2 separate regions of the Gossypium arboreum genome follow, and region 2 is linked to region 1. A link is a contact called in public Hi-C data. All regions are on one chromosome and are shown on one strand. The core of a region is the stretch at or near the end of the contact, and the rest is flanking DNA. Distances in the headings are between cores, read along the strand shown. Region 1 holds the start of LOC108452043 (UDP-glycosyltransferase 74G1-like). Region 2 holds the start of LOC108450647 (acyl-coenzyme A thioesterase 2, chloroplastic-like).

What was found. A called contact is a pair of places that touch in the nucleus more often than the background predicts.
Region 2: a Hi-C map of leaf shows a contact between it and region 1, with 3 times the contacts expected there. The contact joins the promoter of LOC108450647 here to the promoter of LOC108452043 in region 1. A contact is called at or near these places in 2 of 5 Hi-C or Micro-C datasets (both in leaf).

The regions. Positions count from the first base shown.
Region 1 is chr7:6,115,785-6,121,422 of ASM2569848v2, forward strand. LOC108452043 (UDP-glycosyltransferase 74G1-like) reads right to left here and starts at 2,204. Exons shown (of 2, transcript XM_017749778.2): 1 at 1,401-2,204; 2 at 1-281. The coding sequence starts at 2,051.
Region 2 is chr7:6,293,871-6,299,508 of ASM2569848v2, forward strand. It overlaps LOC108450647 (acyl-coenzyme A thioesterase 2, chloroplastic-like), which reads left to right and starts at 2,765. Exons shown (of 5, transcript XM_017748368.2): 1 at 2,765-3,409; 2 at 3,509-3,686; 3 at 4,735-5,201; 4 at 5,546-5,638. The coding sequence starts at 3,020.

The sequences.
Region 1 (5,638 bases), core at 954-3,453:
GTTTCCCTGACGACCCACAAGAAGCACACGTTGCTCGATTTCAATGCGCATGCCAGCTCTGTCGTTTGCTCAATTCCTAGTGATGCAAAGCTTCCAAATGATATATACAACACTGAGTCCTTTGGCTTTCCACCTAGCCAACTCATGCAAGCATCAACATTTGGCTTGAAGAGATTCATACCGTAGTCTTTGTCATTCTCGATTCTTTTGTCTAAGTACATAGATGGAATCGTTGGCCCTACTGTCATCACGTTCCAGAATCTTGACATCCAGTCCACTACCTGATGGAACAAATTCATATGGCCAAAGTTAATTGACCTGCTTATACAGCTATCATAGTAAACACTGTAGGTAAAAGAAATATGGAGGTCTTTGTACTCGGAGTAGAATTGCATCTTGCTTATTTTCTCAAAAAATAAGTAAATTAATTTTTTTTATATTAGATCAAAAAGGAAACCGGTCCTTATGTTTACAATTCCAACTATTTTTACGGTTAAAAACTGGTCTTTATATGCCAGTATAGTTGTTTATGGGCCAGGTCAGGCCAAGTACGAACATTAAGCCCATTTTCTAGGTTCGGACCTGGCTGAAAAATGGGCATAAAATTTTGTTCAAACTTAGCCCGGATAAAAGTGCTAAAACTCGAGTCTGGCTCGGCTCGCTTGTATTAAAATTTTTTATATTATTTTTATACAAAATAAATTTAAAAACTATAATACATTAAATAAAATAAAAACATTAAAATAAATACTTCTCAACAAATGAAAAAAAAACTTAAATAACACTAATATAATAGCAATTTAGCCAACAAATATCTCTAAAATAGTTTAAAATTAATAATAAAACAAAAGTTATACAATATTCAACCAATAAAATAAAATAATAGTAATATAATAGCGAAATGTTAGCAAAATAGCAAAAAAAACAGCATCAATTTTTTTACAAATTCGAGCTAGGCCTAGGCCCAAAGATTTTACCCAAGGCTTACATTGTTTAAAAAACAGATCTTGTTTTTTTGTTCAAGTCCATTTTTTAAATTTATGTGTGCGAAAACTCCCCTCACTTTTTTAACGGACTTTCTAGTTGAGCAAGATGGCTTAACTCATAAACAAGTATATATGCTAACATAAGATACAAACGGTACATCTCGTGTACCTATTTAATTATTTCGCTAATCACGTAAAAATTAATAAAATTTTTAATAGAAACAATCAATTTATTTTTTGATTTAACTATAGAAAAATATGCAAGCATTCGTTTCATGCTTGTTTGAGTACTAGCAATGAGATTCTGCGATATGATGATAAGAATAGTTAAGATTTTCAAGGATTCCTCTCTTCTTCTATAAAACTAATTCAATCCGAAAACCGTGTTTAAAAAGAAAGCATGTAAAAGTTTACCTCTTTCTCCAAATCGTAAAAGATGTTGAAAAACACCCAATCAGCTCCATCGACGTTGGAAAACTGATTAACAACCACATCAAACCAAGCCGGATACGATCCATAAAGAGCAACAAAAGATGGTAACTCTGAAACTTGAAGCGGGGGCAATCCTGGAAGAGAAAGATGAGGCTCTGGGAGTGGCAACTGAAGAAGTCCCTTGCTTACATGGTAATACACGCTGTTGACGGCACAAGATTGAGTGAAAAACACCGCCGAGGGTATCCCAAACTGCTTTGCGACATCGAGTGCCCAAGGCAAGAACCCATCATAGACAAGGGCATCAACAGGGTGAATTTCACTAAGTTTTTTGATTAATGCTGCTAAACTGTTGGGGCCAACGGACCAGAAAGTTGCCAGGTAGGCGTCGGAGCTACCAGCCTGTTCATAACCTCCTTGGTCGAAGCCGTCGGAGATGGTGTGGATATCAATAGAGGTGGAAGATGGGTCGGAAAAAGAGGAGTTGGAGAGGAAGACAGTGGTAACAAGGGCGGCTTTGACGCCTTTGGATAGCAAGCGTTTAGCGAACTGGAGTATGGGGTTGATGTGACCCTGAGCTGGGTAAGGGAAGATTAAAACATGAGGCTTTTTGGGATTGTTTTCGTCCCCCATTAGATCTCAATGTTTCAGTATCAGATTGCTCGCTTATCCCTTCACCACTCACTGCTTGCCCTGCTATAAAATATTAAGATTTGCCTTGGTATTCGGCACTTGTCAGTTATTATTATTTTCTTCTTTTGTCTTCTTCGCTGTGTGATGCTGTGTGAATATATATAAAAATACTTTCTATTTGTATTTTCTAATAAGAAGCCTTCGGGACAGTTCTGTATTGATTTTTAAAAATATTTTTTACTCTAAAAATATTTTTGGAAAAAAAATTATGCAGAACAAGTTATTTTTAGTTGAAATTTTTAACTTTTTAGAAGTATTTTTGAAAAGTACTTCTGAAAAAGAGAAATTAAAATTTTTAGCTTTTCTTCCACAAAAGTACTTTTAGTCTTAATTACTTTTCACCTCTTCAATAACATAGTACTTTTCCTTTTTTCTTAGTATTTAATTACAAATGTGTTAAAATCATTAATTAAAAATAAAAAATATTTTAAAATACTAATTACAAATATTTAAAAATATTTTTAAAATACTAATTACAAATATTTAATAATTATATTTAAATATTTAAAATATAGTTTATATATTCTAATTAAATTTTACAAATAATTAATATTTATTACTTAAATATATTTAATATTAACAAGAAGTTATAATAATATTTTTATATTCTTACTAAAATATAATAATATTAACTAATTTAAATATTATTTAAATGTATATTTGTTATTTGATAATAATATATTTAAAGTGAACATTTTATTTTTTAAAAGTACTTTTTGACAGCAATGCTAAACACTCAAATTTTAAACCAAATTTTTTAAAATACTTCTCAAAAGCACTTTTTCATAGCACTTTCCAAAAGCACTTTTTAAAAGCATTGCCAAACTAGCTCTTCGTGCAAGAACATAATACGAGTTTTTTACTAAAATAGGACAAAAAAATAAAAAAATAATCAAAATAATACAAAGTAAAAACTATGTACCAAAATGGTATATTTGGGGTGGTGCCGCTTATGGCAGAGGCATGACCACCCCATGTCAAATCAGAAATTACTGTAGCTGCCGGTCAAATTACGGCGTAGGACTAAAATATAATAATATAAAGTATTTAGGGACCTGTTATGCAATTGTTCCATTTATAATGGCTGCTGAAAAAAAAAAAAAAAGGAAAGGGTGCCGCCTGACAGTGGCGGCACCAAACTTTAAATAGGGCTAATTTTCTTGTAAGCCCTCCTTATTTATTATTTTCTTTTTATTCCCCCTTCAACTCACTATATTGTTTTTAAACAATCCCCTAACCTATTTTTTAGTTAAATAAGCCCTTAACTTATAGTTTTTACTCATAAAAGCCCTTTATTTTAATGTTAAAGTAAATATATTTTGAATTTCAAGCTTTTATCTTAAATTTTTGTTGATGCAATAAAATTATATACACTTTAACATCAACATAAAATCTCAAAAAGTAATTAAAATTTTCGAAAGAGTAGTTAAGAATATCATGTATATAAGCACTCTCAAGAAATTTTAAAATTTTATTTTTATTTAATAAACTATTCACATCAACCTAAAATGTGAATTAGTTTATATTTTTAAATAGCTTTACTTTGGGTAAAATATATTTACTTTAATATTAAAATGAAGGGCTTTTATGAGTAAAAACCATAAGTTAATGGCTTATTTAACTACAAAAATAGGTTAAGGGCTTGTTTAAAAACAATATAGTAATTTGAAGAGGAATAAAAAGAAAATAATAAATAAGGAGGGCTTACAAGGCAATTAGCCCTATTTAAAGTTTGGTGCCGCCACACTGTCAGGCGGCACCCTTTCTCCTTTTTTTTTTTTCAGTAGCCATTCTAAATGGAACAATTCCATAACAAGTCCCTAAATACTTTATATTATTACATTTTGGTCCTGCACCGCGATTTGACCAGCAGCTATAGTAATTTCTGATTTGACATGGGGTGGTCATGCCTCTGCCATAGGCGGCACCACCCTAAATGTACCATTTTAGTACATAGTTTTTACTTTGTATTATTTTGATATTTTTTATTTTTTGTCCTATTTTAATAAAAAAACCCACATAATACATTATTATTATTTTAGGGAAGGAAAGCGATAACACAACTTAAATTCATGTGACAAAAATATTAATTATTATTTCATTTAAGTTAAGGCATTATCATTATTATAGTGTATGAATTTCCAGTTAATAAATAATAATATTATATTTTATTATAGGTGAAATAAAAAATAGTTAAAAATTATAAACAAATATTAATTATTTCATAAAAATAATATTTGAAGTATCATCGAAACATAAATTTCGTGCATAATTAATAAATAATAATATAACAAGTCAGGATTAAATTTTAAAAAATATAAAGTAGATAGTGATGAGTAATAATTTATTTTACTATTTGTAATTTAAAAAACTTGACCCAGGCTGTCTTTGTCTCTTTTGGGTCGGTAAATAATTCTAACAAAAATGGAAGAAAGAGCCGTGCACGTCTCATTGGTGGATTTTACAAAAAAAAAAAAATCATTTTCAATATTATTTACGAATATGGGCGGCCATTTAAAATATTATTTATCTAAATGAGCTAAAAACTTTAAAATGTAGTTACGTGGAAGCTTTTTAAGTAGAAATTTCAGAAAATGTCTTCTTGTAGGAGCGCTTTTACTATTTCAATAAAAAACGCACTGATGTAGGTGTGCTTTTGTTGACATAGTAAAAGTGCGTTGACGTGAGCACGCTTTAGCCCTTGTTTTTTCTAAGTTTTTTGGGTTATTTGTATGTTATGGCTTAGGGTTTATGGGTAGGATTTTAAGATTTAGGATTAAGGTTTTTGAAAAAATAAATTAGGGTTTAGATTTTTTTAATTGGTAAGACTGTTCCAAAAGATGTAATGCACTGGTAAACCCAATTGTAGCTACACATCCTCCAAAGTGACGGTACGCTCTCCGCATGGAAGATAGAATGTGTGCATCTCGGGTCTCCAACTCTCTATGAACGCGCTGATGAGTTTGGGGTCCAACTTGCACCCTCGATCTATGTTGCCCACATGCTAAAAACCCGTTTCCCTCAAGTAATTTTCTATCAATTATATTATGAATATAACATTGCAACACTCGATCTACCGACTGTTATAAAAAATATAAAAAATGTTAATTAAATTACATAAATGAAAAAAATTTAAATAATATTAAAAAATTAAAATTAACCCTTACCGTTTTCACTTGGCCGACGGTGATATGTTTATTATCGAGATGAATTAATTGTCAGGCCATTGCTAATACGATCAAATTTCTTAGAAATTATAAAAAAATAATACTAATTTAGACAAAATTAAAAACTTAGAGAACTCTAAGAGCTTTTTGAGAAATTTAGAAAGAAATTTGAAAGAAATGTAATTTAGAGGAAATTTTGTGTGAAAAAAATGGGGAGGGGGGTTTATAATTCCTTTTTCATGACCGTTGGCCCCATCAGTCAAATTTTTAAATGACTATTTGAGATGACCGTTGGGGCAAAAACATGGGCTAAAACGTGCCCACATAAGTGCGCTTTTGTCATGTCAGCAAAAGCGCTTC
Region 2 (5,638 bases), core at 1,515-4,014, 180 kb after region 1:
TTTTTAAGTAACATTCTATTTGTCTACTTTATTTTAAATATTTATTTTGGGGATTAAAATGTATTTGAACTTGAACTATTTTTAAGTTTATTTCGGGATTTTAAACTATTAAGTTATTGATTAATGAATTAATGATGTTTTAGCTTCCGCGATAATGAAATGTGTTCACCTAATAATCGGTTTGGAGATTTCACGACTTAAGTAACAACAATGAACTGAACGACTTTTAACTAGCTAAGATTTTCTAAAAACACTCTCATGTGATGCCGCCAAATTCAGCCATAACGTCTAGCCCGGGTTTGAGGTGTTACACTTCTAGTGTACATTTTAGACCGTCCCCAATCAGATGTGGATTGACAACCACTAGAAGTTGATGACATTCCCCAGTAAGTATTTCTAGCATTGAACATCGACCTACCAAGGTGCATGTCCCATCCACTAACGGAGTGTTGTACATGGTTCGTGTATTCCGTCCTGCCACAAAAAACAGATGATTCTGTTGTCTGCCTCCCACTAATAGAGTGTTGGATAGAGGTCGTATATTCCTTTCGAACAGTAGTAGATGTTGAAGTCACAAGTGCTGCATCTGGCCTTGAAAATTCCACATATAACTCAAGATAGGGTGATTCACTAGCGAAGTGCATCTGCACCATCGCCTCCAAGTCACGAACACCTTTGATATCAAATGAGTCATATGTCACGGAATCAACCGAAGCACAAAATCAATACTTAATAGACAAAACTCTCATTGGCGTCGTTTCGAAGATTTTGCACCTAATTCTTTTACGAAGTTTTGTCAATTTTATGTTATGGTTAAAAAACCAATCGTGTTGTGTTCTTCGATAAAAAAACATCATTCTCAGTGTCACGGACCGTCGTAGTAAATAACAACACTAATACGTCCACTCATTTTCAACCAAATTATTTGTCTGAAAGAAATTCAAAACAAAAAAAATATTATGCAAAAATATAATGATTCGTATAAATGTTAACATGATAAATTATACCTTCTCAACTTCTTCAATTTCTCTTGTTGTAACTTATGCAACAAGAGAATGAAATTTGGATTATATATAGCCTAAGAGATAGTGGGATGCATTGTCACCAGCACTATTGAAAAGGGCATCTAGCTGGGAGCTTTTTCAGTACTTTTGCTGACAGTGCATCCTGCTTGGAGCGTTTTTCAACCCCAACTATCATATTTCTCGGGAATCCCGAGATATTTTTTTAGAACCATTTTCTCAAAATTATTTTTTCAGAATCATCAGTACAAAAAAAAGTCCACTTGAAAGCTTTTTTTGTACTATTATTGACTGTGCATCCTACTTAGAGTGTTTTTTTTAAAAAAAAAACAATATCCATCTGTGTTTTTTAAAAAAAAACAATATCCATCTCATCAAAATAATTTTTTCAAAACATATCACATCAAATTTATTTTTTCATATCCTATCTAGAGGTGTGCATGGGCAGGGCGGGCCAGGCCCAACTAAAAGTTTAGGCCCATTTGCTAGGCCCGGGCCTGGCCCAGCCCAAAAAATAGGCTTAAAATTTTGCCCAAGCTTGACCCGAATAAAAATGTTAAAACCCGAGCTCGACCAGGCCCGCCCATATTAATTTTTATATTATTTTTTATATAATTTTAAAAAATATATAAACCATCAAAAATACTAAAAACATCAAATAAATATTTCTCAACAAATTAAAAATAAATTTTGAAAAATATGTATACTTAAATAACACTAAAATAGATGCAACTTAACAAGCAAATGTTTCTAAAATAATAACAAAATTAACAAATGTCTTTACAATAATAAAAAATTAACAATAAAATAAGTTTTATATAATATCTAGACAATAACAACAAAATAGTAGCAATATAATAGTAAAATAGTAGCAAAATAGGGAGAAAATAATATTAAAAAAATTTGTCATGTAGTGAATTCGGGCCGAGCCCGGCCAAAAATGCCTTACCCAAGGCCCGACCCGTTTTTTAAACGGGCCTTATTTTTTTGCCCAAACCTATTTTTCGGGCCTATATTTTTACCCAAACCTTCCCACATTTCGGTCGGGCCGGGTGGCTCGGCCCATGCACACCTCTAATCCTATCTTGTCAAATTTATTTTTTCTAGAACAATACTTAGCAATTAAAAAATTTAACCATAAACTATAGACCCTAAACTAAACTTTAATTTTTTTTTCTTAAACCTTAAACAAACCCAAAAATCTTAAACCTAAGCCCTAATTTGTAAATAACTCAAAAACCCTAATCAAGCACCGGGAAAAACCGTCCTGCCAGCTCTTTTTACTAAAGCACGTCCACGTCAGTGCACTTTTGCTTTACATCAGCAAAAACGCATCCTCGATAATACGCTTTTCTGTGTTATCCCCTGAAAATACGTCCACATCAATTTATTTTAGTATTTTCGATCCATACCCATCATTATTTTTTTGAATGATTCATTTCCGTAAATAATTTCGGAAATGGAACTTTATTAGTACTATGCTTGCAACTTAATTGATCTTTTAAATACTTTTTAAAGTTTTTTTTTTTACATATAAACACTAAAAAAAAGAGGTTAAAGCTCTCTTTACTCCTCACAACTGTCCATAATTAAAAAACAAATAAATAAAGCAGGGTAGGGGCTGGGGCAGAGGTGATCCATGTGGAGCTTTTATTTCTTTTAATTATTTAATTAATTATAATAGTAAATTATGCAAATAAATTACAAACATAAACAAAAAAATCAAACATGATAAATATTTAAAACAATATTATAATATAACCTCATGTTTATTACGTGATGAATTCTTATGGAGTATAATTTTCATTTTACTATAATTAAAAAAACTCATAAATTATAGTAAAATGCTTACAACCAGATGTTTAAAGGTTTGACTGATTGCTGAGAGGAAATTGGCCCCTAAAGAAGCAAATTTCACAAACAAAAACAAACCCAAAACCTGAAATCCCAATATTCGCCCACCCATTTGCAAGGATCACCTTGAAAATCACATATCCATGGAGTTTAATTGCTCATCTCCTACCACCATCCCCGTGGTTTCAACTTTTGCATCTCCCTTTGACACTTCTGCCGCTGTCAATGGCTCAGACTCCACCTCAACCCGGAAGCCCATCAGCCTATGGCCAGGAATGTACCATTCACCAGTAACCAATGCTTTATGGGAAGCCAAGTCCCAGATCTTTGAGAGACTCCTTGACCCACCAAAAGATGCCCCCCCTCAGAGCGAGTTGCTCACCAAAACCCCTTCTCAAAGCAGGACCAGCATCCTTTATAATTTATCATCAGACTACATTTTGAGAGAACAGTACAGGGATCCCTGGAATGAAGTTAGAATTGGGAAGTTGCTTGAAGACCTTGATGCTTTAGCTGGGACTATCTCTGTCAAGGTACCTTTTTTTTTTTCTTTTTTGCAGTTTGGGGATTATAAATTAGCAATCTTTTTGTCTTTTGAATGGCTGAAGTTGTGTGGTTTGTTTGTGAATTAGCATTGTTCAGATGATGATAGCACAACAAGGCCTCTTTTACTGGTAACAGCTTCTGTTGACAAGATTGTTTTGAAGAAGCCTATTAGTGTTGACATTGATCTCAAAATAGTTGGTTCTGTCATATGGGTTGGGAGGTCATCAATTGAGATTCAACTAGAAGTCATTCAGTCCACGGAAGGTGCTTTAATCTTAAACTTATGATTAACTCACTGTAATTTTGCATTTAAGATGAAATATGACTTTGAGTATTTGCAGATATGTTTTTAGTACAAATCTGTTGAGACATTACTTTAGTATTAGCTATCAAGAATGCATAAATTCCATGTCAGTTGTTTCTTCACATTTGCTAATTCTTCAGACATATATAGTTGCAGAACTATTGGAACTCAGAGTCCTATGTAATTAATCTTAGTGCTAATGAAAATCCAAGATAAAGCATGAACTTGTGTACCTATTTTTAGTTTTCACTTCTCATATACTCTATTGATCATGCTACATTCCTTACAGATTCCTTTTCATAACTCGTATATCGATTGACGAGAATTAAAGCCTTATTTGCAGGTTATTTATGTAAGGGTTATTTACATATAACCTCTTTCATTTCTCCTTGAGGCTTCCTGCAATATTTACTCATTCCTCTTCTCTTAATCAATCCATGTTCCCTATAAGTTGTCTTTTTCTTAGCAGGAAATCTACGTTATTTGATATGGATTTTTAACTACCCTACCCCCATTTTTCTCACCCCGAAATGGAAAAGACTGAAAGCATATTCTTATTGAAAACCAAACAAGTATGCTTATAAAATAGACATTGTCTGCACAATTTCACACTTTGTCCTTTAAGAAGGAGAAGCATGTTGGCCTGTGACATTTTATGCAACTATGATTCTTTGAGTTCTGAAGTATCATCTTTTTTTTTTAAAGATACCAAATCTAACTTATGATGGTGAAAATTGTTACTTAATGATACGTTTCCTTACCCTCAAAGATAGTATTCTTAGCTGAATGTTTATTCTCCGATGACATGTTTTAATAGTCTTGGTAATGGCACTGAGGTTCCATAACCTAGACACGGATCACAATTCGGAGTTAATGAGAAGTAATTCGTAGTTCATCAAATTGCAGAGCTGCTAACAGTTTGATTCTGTGGAAAGTCTTTCATTATAGACATTATCTTGAAGTTTGGCCATGATTGAGACTTTGATTAGATGATGTTATTTCATGCAGAAAACTCGGATGTTTCGGAATCTGTAGCTCTAACAGCCAACTTCATCTTCGTGGCCCGTGACTCTAAGACTGGGAAAGCTGCTCCTGTTAACAGGCTTTCACCAGAAACTGAACGTGAGAAGTTTCTATTTGAAGAAGCTGAAGCTAGAAGCAAATTAAGAAAAAGAAAAAGAGTAGATAGAAGAGAATTTGAACATGGGGAGATAAATAGACTGGAAGCACTCTTGGCTGAGGGCCGAATCTTCTGTGATATGCCAGCCTTAGCTGATAGAGACAGCATTCTTTTAAAGGATACCCATCTTGAAAATGCCCTGATCTGCCAACCACAGCAGCGCAACATTCATGGTCGAATTTTTGGAGGTTTTTTAATGCATCGAGCTTTTGAGTTAGCTTTCTCAACAGCTTATGCATTTGCTGGACTAGTACCTTGCTTTTTGGAAGTTGATCATGTTGATTTCTTAAGGCCTGTAAGTATCTTCCTGCTTTCTGTAGAGCTTTTAGCATCAACTTGTTTATCTATCTACATATTTATCTTTCATGCTCGGTGTTGTTCGAGATTATTTGAGCATTCAACCTCATTTTATTTGGCCTTCAATCATTATTTTATGCATATCGCTGTGAAATAGAAGACCAGAAGAAATTGCGACATGCAATATTAACCGTCCTTGAATTCTTAGAGTGCCATGTTTCAGCATCTTTCATTTGCATTCCTGTTTCGATTTAAGTCTAACCTTACCAATGTATTGTACCTAATTCTTGATATGTTTAGATGAGAGTGAAATTTTGTAACTCTAGTGAAGAATACATGTAGGTTGATGTAGGGGATTTCCTTCGTCTAAAATCATGTGTTCTGTACACGGAACTCGAGGACCCTGATCAACCACTAATTAATGTCGAAGTTGTT